Regions from separate parts of the Macaca mulatta genome. Here region 1 is linked to region 2. The links are chromatin contacts, called in public Hi-C maps. All regions are on one chromosome and are shown on one strand. The core of a region is the stretch at or near the end of the contact, and the rest is flanking DNA. Distances in the headings are between cores, read along the strand shown. Region 1 holds the start of H2BC10 (H2B clustered histone 10). Region 2 holds the start of H2BC12 (H2B clustered histone 12).

Evidence for each region. A called contact is a pair of places that touch in the nucleus more often than the background predicts.
Region 1: a Hi-C map of fetal cortical plate shows a contact between it and region 2, with 3 times the contacts expected there. The contact joins the promoter of H2BC10 here to the promoter of H2BC12 in region 2. A contact is called at or near these places in 3 of 14 Hi-C or Micro-C datasets (fetal cortex germinal zone, fetal cortical plate and liver).

What each region holds. Positions count from the first base shown.
Region 1 is chr4:156,840,924-156,848,228 of T2T-MMU8v2.0, reverse strand. H2BC10 (H2B clustered histone 10) reads left to right here and starts at 5,525. Exons shown (of 1, transcript XM_078000863.1): 1 at 5,525-7,305. The coding sequence starts at 5,570. The coding sequence ends at 5,950. It overlaps LOC144340549 (histone H3.1), which reads right to left and starts at 5,294. Exons shown (of 2, transcript XM_078000862.1): 1 at 4,747-5,294; 2 at 1,964-4,469. The coding sequence starts at 3,996. The coding sequence ends at 3,586. It also overlaps H2AC10.
Region 2 is chr4:156,156,712-156,163,949 of T2T-MMU8v2.0, reverse strand. H2BC12 (H2B clustered histone 12) reads right to left here and starts at 1,756. Exons shown (of 2, transcript NM_001260530.1): 1 at 1,343-1,756. The coding sequence starts at 1,732. The coding sequence ends at 1,352. It overlaps H2AC12 (H2A clustered histone 12), which reads left to right and starts at 2,045. Exons shown (of 1, transcript XM_001093153.5): 1 at 2,045-2,713. The coding sequence starts at 2,075. The coding sequence ends at 2,461.

The sequences.
Region 1 (7,305 bases), core at 4,276-6,775, 680 kb before region 2:
TCATGTATATGTAATATATATGTTAATACACTTCTGCTTGTTTTTCATTTGTTAATCTGTCTTTTGTTACACGGTTTGTTTCAACTAAGAACCTATGTGGGGGGTGGGAGTTGAAGGGAAAATTATTCTGCCTTTTCTCCACCTTCATCTCCTATTGTCCCCTGCTCATTCCCCATGGTCACCATGGTACCTCAGCAGTCTCCCTCCTCTTCTCCCTGAACACATCCGCACAAGTTGCTTCCTCACCTCTTTCAGCTCTTCGCTGAAATACTATCTTCTTAGTAGGGTCTTCATTAGTTGCCTTATCTAAATTTCAGCTTCCCATGACACTCTTTAGTCTTGCTTTATTTTTTTTTCCTTCTCACCATCTAACATATTACATATATTTACCTATCTAGCTTATTTTCTGTCTATTCCAGACTCAAATGTAAATTCCATGAGAGCAAAAATTGTTTTGTTCTCTGGGTGTATTTCCAACGCACAGACCAGCATCTGGTACATTGTAAATTCTCAACCAGTGTTATTTGCAGTAAATAAAAATCAATGTTAAAGAAATATGTCATCCAAAATGGATCATATTAAATTTTTAAAAAAGAAATACTATTTGTTATATAAGTAATGATGGCATCGTAATTTATTTCGTTATTTTTCAGATGGAGTCTCGGTCTGTCACCAGGCTGGAGTGCAGTAGCATGATCTCGGCTCACTACAACCTCTACCTCACAAGTTCAAGAGATTCTCCTACCTCAACCTCCCGAGTAGCTGGGATTACAGGCATGCACCACCAGGCCTGGTCCAGCTAATTTTTATATTTTTAGTAGAGATGGGGTTTCACCAAGTTGGCCAAGTTTGTCAAGAACTCCTAACCTCACGTGATCCACCCACATCGGCCTGCCAGAGTGCTGGGATTACAGGCGTGAGCCAAGGCACCTGGCCCATTATAAGGTGTTAAATAGCAGATGACATATATAAAATAGATGAAATGATGTTGAAATTGCCATTGCAAAATTGTAACTGAGACAGTCAAAGTGATCTGACCTAAGCAACTCCATCTTGCTTCTAACCTTCAAGCTGTCCTTGTTCATTCCTGGGTGTAGGCTGAACTACCTTTGGGAGGAACTTAGTTTATAGTTTAAAACTAATATGATAACAGCACTTTCCCAAAACAAACCTCCTTGCCTGGGGACTAGACTGCCTTTGTAGATAGAACTAATTACTCACAAGATTAGAAATTACGGTTTAGGGGCTTGTCGTAATGGCTCACGCCTGTAATCCCAGCATTTTGGGAGGCAAAGGCAGGCAGATCACTTGAGGTCAGGAGTTCGAGACCAACCTGGCCAATATGATGAAACCCCGTCTCTACTAAAAATACAAAAATTAGCTAGGCATGGTGGCACACACCTGTAATCCCAGCTGCTTGGGAGGCTGAACAAGAGAATCGCTCGAACCTGGGAGGTGGAGGTTGCAGTCTCCATCGTGGGCGACGCAGTGAGACTCTGTCTCAAAGGAAAAAAAAAAAAAACAAACACACATTATAGTTTAGGAGTCCTGCAGCTGGAACCTATAAGATTCTAACCCTACCTAAACTGCTCCTAAGATCAGTGCTTGAGATATTTTGCAGACCTGATGCTGGTACCACCCAGATTCGTAAACTGACTCATCCGATCTCCTGGCCTCCACCCAGAAACTGACTCAGCCCAAGGAAACAGCTTCGACTCCCGGTAATGACATCTCTGACCTAACCAATCAGGACTCCTGGTTCACCGGCTTCCCCCACCCAGAATGCTGGGGAGACCAATTTGAGTAACAATAAAACTAGGGTCTCCCGGACAGCTGGCTCTGAATTACTTTCTCTATTGCAATTCCCTGCCTAGATAACTCAGCTTTGTCTAGGCAGCGGGCAAGGTGAACCCATGAGGCGGTTTCATTATTTGCTTTACAAAAATCAATAGATAAAACACACTTAAGCCAATGTTTTTATTGAAGCTGGATGAGAGGAACATAGGTTTTATTAAACTATTATCTCCTTTCCCATATATTCTGGAATGTCAAATAAGTTTTTAAAATAAAAACAATATGTGAAAAAAAATGACAAGTTGCTAAATTAATAAAGGTCATAAAGGAGGATCTGCTGAATACCCAAACAGGGCCTTGTGCTAATCTGTAAAGAAAGGGTTCTATATGCAAACAGATACCTTGGTTGTATGCCAAGCAGCCCAGGATGGTATGTGTTCCTCCTTGTAACATCCCTAAAAACTTGATACTTTCACTGAAAGGACCTTGGTCTCTCAAAAAAAAAAAAAAAAAAAAAAAAAAAAAAAACACCTTACGTTAGTGTTGCCCTAAGAAATTCTTATAAAAGTCAGGTGTTGAAAGATAGTCAAGCAAGCCAGAAAGTCTTTAGAGACCAGTATATTCTGAGGGCAAACTACAAGGAAACAGATTCAATTAGAAAACTGTGCTAAGTCTGGAGTCAAACCAGAGCTAATGAGTGTTAAAATTTATGTAGCAAGGAGTCTCAGCCCCAGCTGTTTGTTAGAAGCACCTGAATATTAATAATTACTATTCCCTGGGCCCACTCTACAGACTGCTATTAGTCTCATTGAACACCAGGTAAAGATTTTTCTAAAGCCTCCCCATGTGACTGTAATGTTACATTGAGAAAACTGATCTGTAAAGAAATCAAACTATTTTAGGGGATTGTTCTGTGCACTTGCTTTAGAGAACATTTCATAGAATATTTCATTCTGTAAAATAAACACATTTTGCAAAAGCTCACTCCTTGTAACAGTTCACAGGCAGGATGCCTTTATTGATTAGACCAAAACCAACAACCTAGGCTTTCTAAATCAGTGTTCATGACAATCATCTGAGGTATATACAGATTGACTCCAGCCCTAGATGGGGATTGAAACAAGCTTCTAACAAGTTCCCAGGTAATGCCCACGCTGCCAGTAATGTAGAAGCCAATCTGGCTTTGGTTTCTGCCACCAATTTCTGATATTGAATCAACTATCGGTCAAAAATGGATCATTTCACAGAAAAGACCAAGAACTGTTTAAAAAAAAAAAAAAAAGTGGGGCGGGGGATTGTAGAAATAGCTTACTTCAGACAAGAAAAAGCAGCAACCAAGGACATCTGTACCTATTCTCAACTGCCAATGCTCATTAACTGTAAGGTTTTAAAAGGGATTAACTACAAATACACTACGGAAAAAAAAACCCCTTCTATAATGAGTATAAGTAGACAACGCAACTAACGCTTGAGACAAACCATGTATAACATGAACCCAGATGGCCCCTTCCACTACCAAATCGAAGCACCAAACCCCTAATAGCCAGCAAAAAATTAAAAATTTAAATTTAAGTTTAAAAAAAAAGGACGTTGACAATCTGGCATGTTCGGGAGAAAGCACGGGAATATAGCAAGCTTACCATTAACTTTAGCCAATCAAATGAGGACTTAAATACTACCACCAACGTTCAGTTTCAAAGATTCGATTAGTCAATCACAGCTATTTTCGGGTGAAAGTAGGCGGCTCTTAAAAGAGCCTTTGGGTTGGAGAGAATTATTACCCAGAAACCTCTACGCTCTCTCCCCACGAATGCGGCGAGCGAGCTGAATGTCCTTGGGCATGATAGTCACTCGCTTAGCATGGATGGCACACAGGTTGGTGTCCTCAAAGAGCCCCACCAAATAGGCTTCGCAGGCCTCCTGAAGGGCCATCACCGCGGAACTCTGAAAGCGAAGATCCGTCTTGAAGTCCTGAGCGATTTCTCGCACCAGGCGCTGGAAAGGCAACTTTCGAATCAGCAGCTCAGTCGACTTCTGGTAGCGGCGAATCTCGCGCAGAGCCACGGTGCCGGGACGGTAGCGGTGAGGCTTCTTCACGCCGCCGGTGGCCGGCGCGCTTTTCCGAGCCGCCTTAGTCGCCAGCTGCTTGCGCGGTGCTTTGCCACCGGTGGACTTGCGTGCAGTCTGCTTGGTGCGGGCCATCTCAGATTAACTGGAAGAAAAACTCAGCCATTTGGCAGAGTGGCGACTGCCCTTATATATACTCAGAAACATTCTAATTGGCCTTGCTGATTTTTAAAAGTCCCGCGCAACAAAACCATTGGCTGAAGAGTCCAACGATGTGATTGGTGAATTACTGGAAAGTCTGATTGGACAAATCACTTCATTTTTTAATCCTCTCTTCTCTGTTAGTATGCGATCCAAGAGCGTTAATTTCCTAAAATTCTAATTCTGCGCTTTTCAAGCTGTAGTCCGTAAACGACTACTTTAAGACTTTGGAAGACGCTAATTCTCATTCAGTAGATGTGTTGTGGGGCCAGATTCGGAGGACCACGTTTTGAGAAGTTTATCTGTGGTTTTCCGGAGTAACTTGAACTGCCGCTAGCTAGAAACTTTTGACCACAAGGCAGGATTCCTGGGTGGTGTACCTGGGAAATCACAAGCCAAGAAGTCACCTACATAAAACAGTGAGCAACAAATGTTAACTGAATTGTATTTTGTCCCAAATGGTGTTTTGCTTCGGTTGAGAATTTTTAAAGGACAGACTAACTAGGTTTTCCAACGACTCTCATTTACTTTTCATTGGGTCCTATTGATATTCCAGGCTACCATCCCCACTAGCCTCTTCTGCAGGGTAACTTGAACACTGGAGTGGCCCTGTCCATGTAAACTTTACACAGTTTTGCAAACATTATTGAACTTGCTTCTTCCCGAATACATTAAAGCACTTACTTGCGATATTAGACATTTTCTCATTAGTCCTGTTCGCCTAGTCAGTCACTTGTATAGACAGGGCCACAGTACGGCCTGAATATTGGGCAGGACACCGCCCTGCGCGATAGTAACTTTGCCCAGCAGCTTGTTGAGCTTCTCGCGGTGGATGGCCAGCTGCAGGCGTCGGGGAATGACGCAGGTCTTCTGTCGCGGGCCGCGTTGCCCGCCAACTCCAGGATCTTGGCGGTCAGGTACTCCAGCACCGCCGCCAGGTACACGGGCGCGCTGGCCCCCACCCGCTCGCCGTAGTTGCCCTTGCGGAGCAGGCGGTGCCCTCGGCCCACAGAAAACTGGAGACCAGCCCTGGAAGAGTGTGTTTGAGCCTTGGCGCCAGCTTTGCTGCCCTGCTTTCCACATCCAGACGCAGTGAAGTATTTAAATAATTGTTTAGAAGAAGGAAAGTGACTGGTTCTAGTAAAACGCAACCAGCTAAACTACTATAATCTATATTCGGTAAAGTGGCCTGTGCTATCTCCTGAACAAAGATTTCAGCCAATCGAAAAGCAGATGTTTAAAAAAAGTTAAAAAAAAAAAAAAAAAAAAAACTTCTGACTTACATAATTATAGTTGAAAGGTCAAATTATGAGGTTGAGCTTCTGGGAGAGCCAATGAGATTTAGGAATTTAGAAATGGCCTATCGTATGTTCAGACATTAAAAGAACCAATCAGAAACCGAAACTCAGCAAGCCTCATTTGCATATACACGGAATAAATAACGAGGGCGTTTGGGCTCGCCAGCATTTCCCTGTGGTCGTTTGACGGTGTCACTTCGGCTGCGAACATGCCAGAACCAGCTAAGTCAGCCCCTGCCCCGAAGAAGGGCTCGAAGAAGGCGGTGACCAAGGCACAGAAGAAGGACGGCAAGAAGCGCAAGCGCAGCCGTAAGGAGAGCTATTCCGTGTACGTGTACAAGGTGCTGAAGCAGGTCCACCCCGACACCGGCATCTCGTCCAAGGCTATGGGTATCATGAACTCCTTCGTCAACGACATTTTTGAGCGTATCGCAGGCGAGGCTTCCCGCCTGGCGCATTACAACAAGCGCTCGACTATCACTTCCAGGGAGATACAAACGGCCGTGCGCCTGCTGCTCCCCGGGGAGCTGGCCAAACACGCGGTGTCGGAGGGCACCAAGGCTGTCACCAAGTACACCAGCTCCAAATAAATAGTTACCTGAGTAAAAGCGCCAACGACCCAAAGGCTCTTTTAAGAGCCACCCATGTTGTCGTTTAAAGATCTGTAATTTTCCAGAGTTGGCAAGGTAAAATGGCTAAGCAACACATGGGATAGTAAGGGTTTACTAAAACGTCCAAGTTCGGCCGCGCGCAGTGGCTCACGCCTGTAATCCCAGCACTTTTGGAGGCCGAGGAGGGCGGATCACATGAGGTCAGGAGTTCGAGACCAGCCTAGCCAACATGGTGAAACCCCGTTTCTACTAAAATATACAAAAATTAGCCGGGAATGGTGGCAGACTTAATCCCAGCTACTTGGGAGGCAGTCAGAAGAATCGTTTGAGCCCGGGAGGCGGAGGTTGCAGTGAGCCGAGATCGAGCCGTTGTACTCAAACCTGGGGTATAAGAGCGAGACTGCCCTCAAAAAGTCCAGGTTCGTTGTTTTTTCCCCTATAGATTGTAAGCGTCACCAAGGAGTAAGTGCGTATGCAGCTTAATATGAGACATTTCACTCAGCAGCTAAGGAAAAATCGTGTTCTAGGTTGATCCCCACTTTTCTTCCCGCACACCACCACCTTAAAGCTATGTTTTCGCTTTTAGTTTCACTTTAACATCCTATTGCCCTTGACTTGGAGTAGCCGGGTGGAAATCAAGTTTGGGGTAGTATTAAATCTAAAATAAGCTCTGAGAAAGCGAAATTCGTCTTGTAGTTCGTTGTTAACTTGTAAATGATTGGAGCGGCATTTGACGGAGGAAATCACCTCTGTTGGTTGCATTTCTAAACCATGGCAGATCGCTACCAGACGTTCTCATTATCCCCCTTCCAACTCTACTAATTTCTTTACAAATTTTACTGAGTTTATAATTAATGGATTACTTCACGTAGCTATATATATTACCTCTTGGCAAGATCAGGAACTCTACCATCTTCCTAGCTGAACATATTGAGGTTTAAGAGAAAGAACAGGCAACAGGATAGCCTGAAGTTGGAGCAAAGAAATGAAAATTCCCGGTGCTACATTCATATGCTTTATCTGTAAGCCTTTTTAAGGCTCCAAGGACTGTGTTCTCCCTCAGCCACCTCCTCCGTGTCCTGGAACGACTTTGTCCACAGCTACTTCCTTTCCTGAAATTTCATTTTAAGAGAGGAGGGTTACAAGGAATTAACATTTGTGTGGTAGTCCTTAGAATGCATTCATTCATTGATTTTTTTTTTTTTCCTACAGTCAGCTGTGAAATGGAATATCCTCTTTTACAGGTGGATGACTTCAAGAATTTAGGTTAACTAGCCCCTTACACATAAATAAAACTGAGATTTGAAGCTACTCTATCTGATTGTAAGGATTAC
Region 2 (7,238 bases), core at 507-3,006:
GACTTCAAGTGATTGCCTCCTATATAGGTATAGATATAGATCAGTGCCTTCTATATAGGTAAACAATAAATATAATTATTTGTTGATACATTTCTTAGAATATTAGTGTAACCCCAAAATTGCTGATAGGATAAATAAGACTTAGATGAACAGTGAACATATGCTTTGCATGTATTTAAAGTTTTCCAATATGACCTTGCTAATCTCCAAATGCCCAAGGGCGGGCAATATCCCCAAAGACTAGAACAATGCATGGCCAAATATGTTAAATATATATACAGACACATATACGTTGAAAATTTCCCTGTGAAACTGGCCTGCATTTCTAAATCACAAATTTAGCCAGGTAACAACCTAGCTTAAAATTCGTGGACCCTTTCTTTCACTTGGTTCTTCCAAAAAAGTTCCACACTGCTTATCACCGGCATAGCCATTCTAGCCTCCAGTTACACAATAAAACCCACCCAACTCTGCTCAGACCCTGTGCTGCTGGGGAAGTTCCCTTCTCCTCTACTCCAACTTCTTGCTTGGGGGCGGACTGTCTCTAGTCTCAGTCTGTTGTCTCCCCTCTGGATCCAGTTGCTTTTCCTTTTCTATAAGTTTTGTCAAAAGGAAAAATTACTGATTGAGCCAATTGACGCTGAACATGCCTTAACAACTAGCAAACTATTCAAGAATCTCCGCGATGATCTCATGTTCCGTTTCTTCACTCATGAGAAAAGCTGTGCTCCTCCCCTTACCCTTGCAGACTATCCTGCCTGGTGGTCTGGCATCTTCCCGATGTCTTGTGGGCTGGAGAGGTGGAAACGGGGGGGGGGTGAGAGGGAAGCAAGGCAGAGCTGGGTACAGCCTAGAAGGGGTTAAACAAGGTAATTGCTCGCGCGAAAGCCATACGTACTGGTAGGCCATCGGGAACCAAATTTACAAATATATAAACTCAAGTTAGAACTCCTTTAAATGGTGGAAAGTACACGTGACACAATAGGCTTTCAACAAGTTCTAACAGGAAGTCACAGCACTCGACACAACGGAAGTATCCATTTTCGCGCCAAGAGCCAGGAAGCACTTTCTGTTAACGCAAATTTCCTGCACATCCTTAATTTTTTAGGCGCCATATTCCCTACTCAGTACTCTCAGTACTAACAAAGTGCATATGGCTTCTTTAGCCTGTACTCGATTACAAGCACTGTACACATTACTCAATGTAATGAGATCATAACAACCCCTTTAAAGACATCGCCATTATTTAAACCTGGATTAGGAACACGTGTTTGCAGCTCTAATAGCGACAATTTAAGTGGCTCTTAAAAGAGCCTTTGGGGTTGGGCTTTAAGACGCTTACTTGGCAGGTTTACTTAGCGCTGGTGTACTTGGTGACGGCCTTGGTGCCCTCCGACACCGCGTGCTTGGCCAACTCCCCGGGCAGCAGCAGGCGCACGGCCGTCTGGATCTCCCTGGAGGTGATGGTCGAGCGCTTGTTGTAATGCGCCAGACGGGAAGCCTCACCCGCAATGCGCTCAAAGATGTCGTTGACGAAGGAGTTCATGATTCCCATGGCCTTAGAGGAGATGCCGGTGTCGGGGTGGACCTGCTTCAGCACCTTGTACACGTACACGGAGTAGCTCTCCTTGCGGCTGCGCTTGCGCTTCTTGCCGTCTTTCTTCTGGGCCTTAGTCACTGCCTTCTTCGAGCCCTTCTTGGGCGCAGGAGCGGACTTCGCTGGCTCCGGCATGTCGAGGGCGAACTACGAGTCGAGGCGGACTAACAGCAGATCGAGAAAACGGGAAGTAATGGGAGCAAGGCACCAGGAGTCGTTTTTATATAGAACCTCTCATGCAAATGAGGTGAAGAGTTAAAGTCCTGTATCTGATTGGTGGTTATTCAGGGTGACCTCAGAGGTTAGTTATACCTAATCAACCAATCAGCAAATCCAAAAGATGTACTTCCATTGGTTAAAATTAAGTGGCAACTCTAACCAATGACATATCTTCTTTTTCGCGCCCAGTGGTGTTTATAAAAGGCGCTGCCTCTCCACTTTCGTTTCGCTGGGTATTTTAAGTAAGTTGTGGCCAGTATGTCTGGACGTGGCAAGCAAGGCGGTAAAGCTCGCGCTAAGGCCAAGACCCGTTCTTCTCGGGCTGGGCTGCAGTTCCCTGTGGGCCGAGTGCACCGCTTACTCCGCAAGGGCAATTATGCAGAGCGGGTTGGGGCCGGCGCGCCGGTGTACCTGGCTGCGGTGCTGGAGTACCTGACTGCTGAGATCCTGGAGCTGGCCGGCAATGCGGCCCGCGACAACAAGAAGACCCGCATCATCCCGCGTCACCTCCAGCTGGCTATCCGCAACGATGAAGAGCTCAACAAGCTGCTGGGCAAAGTCACCATCGCGCAGGGTGGTGTCTTGCCCAATATCCAGGCCGTGCTGCTGCCTAAGAAGACTGAGAGCCACCATAAGGCCAAATAAGGAGCGAGGTTGTGAAAACTGAAAAACAAAGGCTCTTTTCAGAGCCACGCTACACTGTCCTAGAGAAAGCTGGACACGGTCATGTTTGTTTCACTTCATGTTTGTTTCATTAGATCACATTGTAAAGCGCTTCTTTCCCGGTTGGGCTGGAGTAACTCTTTACAATGTTTTTTGATGTAACTTAATCCACTGGAAGGCAATGAAAACCCACAAGTTATTGTAGGATACACCGGAGAAGCTTATTCAGCAGGAGTAATAAGTGAAATCAAATATGCAAATCCCTGAAGTCTATTTACCAACTCCAGAGTTTATGTTTGTTTTTGAGATGGAGTCTTTCCCTGTTGCCCAGGCTGGAGTGCAGTGGTGCGATCTCGGCTCACTGCAACCTCCACCTCCCAGGTTCAAGCGATTCTCCTGCCTGAGCCTCCCGAGTAGCTGGGATTATAGGCATGCACCACCATCCTCAGCTAATTTTTGTGTTTTTAGTAGAGACGGGGTTCCACCATGCTGGCCTGGCTGCTCTCGAACTCCTGACCTCAGGTGATCCGCCCGTGTCGGCCTCCCAAAGTGCTGGGATTACAGGCGCGAGCCACCACGCCAGGCCTCCAGTGTAATAATTATATTACATTAATAGTGTTGTCAAACAGCCATAAAAATGGGATATACTCGCCACTCTTTAAAGGCAAATTTTGCAATTCTAAGTATTCTTGAAAAGCAAGAAAGGTCAGCCTAATTCTTAAGTGGTCTAACTCTTAAGAGCAACTTTACCCAGGTGATGAAAGTCTAGTGACTCATTTGCATTACAATTTGATTCCGATGAGAGGAGAATATGGGATGCAGAATTTCCTGAATCCCATATTTGTAAATCCTTAGCCCCATTTCTTTGGAGAAGGTGTATTAATGCACTCTTTTAGTAACTCAGGATACAACATGGCTTTTTCTGTCTAGTTAATTTGTATTATCAAATTTATTAGATCAGGATTGCTATTGCTTTTGATTGCTTGTCCACATTAATTTACCTACCCTAGGAAGCCCTATGAGTTTCCTTCCTCCCCACCAACCCCCAACTTGATATTACTTGCCTGCTTTTACTTCATAGCCTCAAGGCTTTCTGGCTATTCCTACAAAATGCGAAACACATTTTCTGTCTTAAGGCCTTTGCACTTTAAATTCCCTCTTCCCTGATAGCTACCTTTCTCACTTTTTTTCAATCTATGTAGGTCTCACAGAGTGAGACTCCATCTCAAAAACAACAACACAAAGAAACCACACAGAAGAGATATTTGGTGCCAACCACTTATGGCTACATATGCAATATGAATGTGCTTATTTAATTCTCACAACCTTTTGAGGTGAGTATTGTTTGGACTCTAATTTGGAAACGAAAGTGTTGTGTTACTTATCTAATCAGATTCTCAATTAGTAGAAGAAAAAGCTATGTAGGTCTCTGTATACTCAGCCAGTATGCCTGTCAAGTTGCCCCCACACTGGGCCAAAGGGGCTCTAGACCACCCTTTTTAACTCCTTTGTGGGTCACTGAGTGAGGACTGCCCTGGGGAAGGATGCAGCCTTGAGTGGGGAGGAGCTCTGCAGCTGAGGCAAATACTAAAGAAGCTCACAGCTGGTGTCTATCTGCTAATTGTGCTCTCTGCAGTTGGGCTGCAAGCCCTTCCTTGAAGGAGGATCTGGGCAGTGTATTTCCATGTCTATGACATATATTAACATGAATATAAATATCAATGTTAAGTAAGGTCGATGATAGTATCTGTGAGACTGACTTTAGCATGTATAAGTGCATAGCTGGTATTGCTCTTTGACTTTTTTTCTTTTTCTTTTTTCTTGTTTTTGAGATGGAGTTTTGCTCTTCTTGCCCAGGCTGGAGTGCAATGGCCTGATCTTGGCTCACTGCAACCTCCACCTCCCAGATTCAAGCGATTCTCCTGCTTCAGACTCCCGAGTAGCTGGGATTACAGGCGTGTGCCACCACTCCCGGCTAATTTTGTAATTTTAGTAGAGACGGGGTTTCACCATGTTGGTCAGGCTGGTCTGGAACTCCTGACCTCAGATGATCTGCCCGCCTTGGCCTCCCAAAGTGCCGGGATTACAGGCATGAGCCTGTAATTACTTTCATCAGGGAATGTGAAGGGGGTGGGGTCTTTTCTTTTTAGAGAAATAAGAAAATGTGCAGACTTTCTAAAAATCTTTATTAGTTTGGTATACTCCTGTAAGAGTTTTAAATGCCTCAATCATTGCACATGGAAGGTGACAGAAAACAATTACAAAGGAAATGGGAGATTTTTCTACTGACTTTTCCTACCCCAGATTCAGCAAATCTCTTCACTTTTCCCGTTCTGAGAAATAATCCAGTTTAGCCCCATACTGAAGAAACTTCAGAATTAATACTTGAGGCTCAAAGGAGAGGAGAAGGAGCCTTTAAAAAAAAACATGGAACGAGTTTCTGTAGTATAGTGGTTATCACGTTTGCCTCACACGTGAAAAGTCCCTGGTTTGAAACCAGGTGGAAACACATTTACCAGGTGCAGTAGTTCATGCCTGTAATCCCAGCACAAAAACTTAGCCGGGCGTGGTGGCAGCTGCCTGTAGTCCCAGCTACTTGGGAGGTGAGGCAGGAGAATCGTTTGAGCCCGGGAGACGGAGGTTGCAGTGAGCTGAGATTGTGCCACTGCACTCTAGCCTGGGCGACAGAGTGAGACTCCAATCTCAAAAACAACAACAACAAAAAATCACATAGAAGAGATATTTGGTGCCAACAACTTATGGGCTACATATGCAATATGAATGTGCTTATTTAATTCTCACAACCTTTTGAGGTGGGTATTGTTTGGACTCTAATTTGGAAAAGAAAGTGTAGTGTTACTTATCCAATCAGATTCTCAATTAGTAGGAGAGAAAGCTATATATCAGAATATTATCTACTCAACATGGAACACACACATAACTGCCTTTTCTTAACTATCGGGTCTCATGTGCTTTAGTCTAAGGTATATAGAAACTTGGGTAAGAATTGTTAAAGGGAGATGTTGAAAGGTCTGTCAGAAGAGTATCATGATCGTACTTGAATTAATAGATACCGAATAAGAAAGAATAAAACTAGACTTAATTATTCACACAGTGTTTACAATAGTTTAAAGTGAATAAAGATTCCTGAAAATGGGAATCACACTTATATACTTTTTAAAAATATATTTTTAAGACACATACAATTTTAAAAACGCATACATACATGCTTTTCCTCGGTTCCACCCTTCCCCTTCATCTTCATACCTATTACAGATGGAGTCGTTGTCATGCATTCCTTGTAAGGAATAATTCTGATAAAATCAAAATAGTAAAGTCACATCTAAAAATATGTGAAGGTTTATACCCCAGAGGAGCTGCATGATTTAAATAATTAACAATGACAAAATCTGAGAAATACATGTGATTATGGATAATGAAGGGTGCTTAACTAAGGTCAAAATAATATAATTTTATATCAGGCTAACTATTGACATGGCTTCACTTACCTGGGAAGCTAGATTCTGTGTGTAATAGTAAACACCTGGGAGGAATACTGATTGTTTACAACGCTGACTGATATCTGGACTCAGAACTGGCCATCAGTAAATCAACTTGAGATCGCAAATATTCCTTGGGATCACACAAAGGAAAATACCAAAAAAAAAAAAAAAAGGAGGTAAAATTGCTGGTGTACATTGATATTGCTTGACTTATTAAAGACTAACTTTATTCACAACAGAATTGCTAAACTTTTTTCTATTTACAGCAAAATTGCTATTTGTGAAGAAACCAGTGCATTTTGTAATTTGCTTGAAGCTATAAGATTTTATAAAATTATCAGACTAGAATTAGAAAGTGTATTCAGGGATTGGCCTGTCTGATTCTATCTGGTACTCCTGTAGCTTTGCACTTGCTATTTCCTAGGCCCAGAGTGTTTGTCCTACCAGCCTCTCCTTGGGTAACTCCTATTCATTCTTCAATTTTCATAATATGGCACCTCCTCAATGAGGTATTCTCTTATTCCTAGTTCACATTATGCCTTCTGGGTTTACCAGATCAGGTTTTGTTTTGTTTTGTTTTGTTTTTGTTTTTTGAGATGGAGTCTTGCTCAGTAGTCCAGGCTGGAGTGCAGTGGTCCAATCTTGGCTCACTGCCTCCTCTGCTTCCCGGGTTCAAGTGATTCTCGTACCTCAGTCTCCCAAGTAGCTGGGATTACAGGCACGTGCCACCACGCCCTGCTAATTTTTTTGTATTTTTTGTACAGATGGGGTTTCACCATGTTAGCCAGGACGGTCTCGATTTCCTGACCTGGTGACCTGCCTGCCTCAGCCTCCCAAAGTGCTGAGATTATAGGCGTGAGCCTCCGCACCCAGCCCAGATCAGGTTTTTAAACTCCGTATCATCATCGCTTCTCAGCCTTTTGACTAAGATCAAGTGTTTTCAGCCTTTTGGCTAAGATCATCATTCTTATCAGTTTAAACTCTGTATCAATGACTATATTTTGAAAGTAAATATCTTATTTGTATTTTCATTTAATATCTGTAAACACAGCAGCGTATAAGCTAAAAGAGGTCAATATGTCAGCCATCAGGAAAAAGATGAGTCATTCAAATTGGGTACTTTGGGCTGGTCGCAGTGACTCATGTCTGTAACCCCAACACTTTCGGAGGCCGAGGCAGGCAGATCACTTGAACTCTTGAGGTCCAGAGTTCGAGGCCAGCCTGGCCAACAAGGTGAAACCCTGTCTCTACTAAAA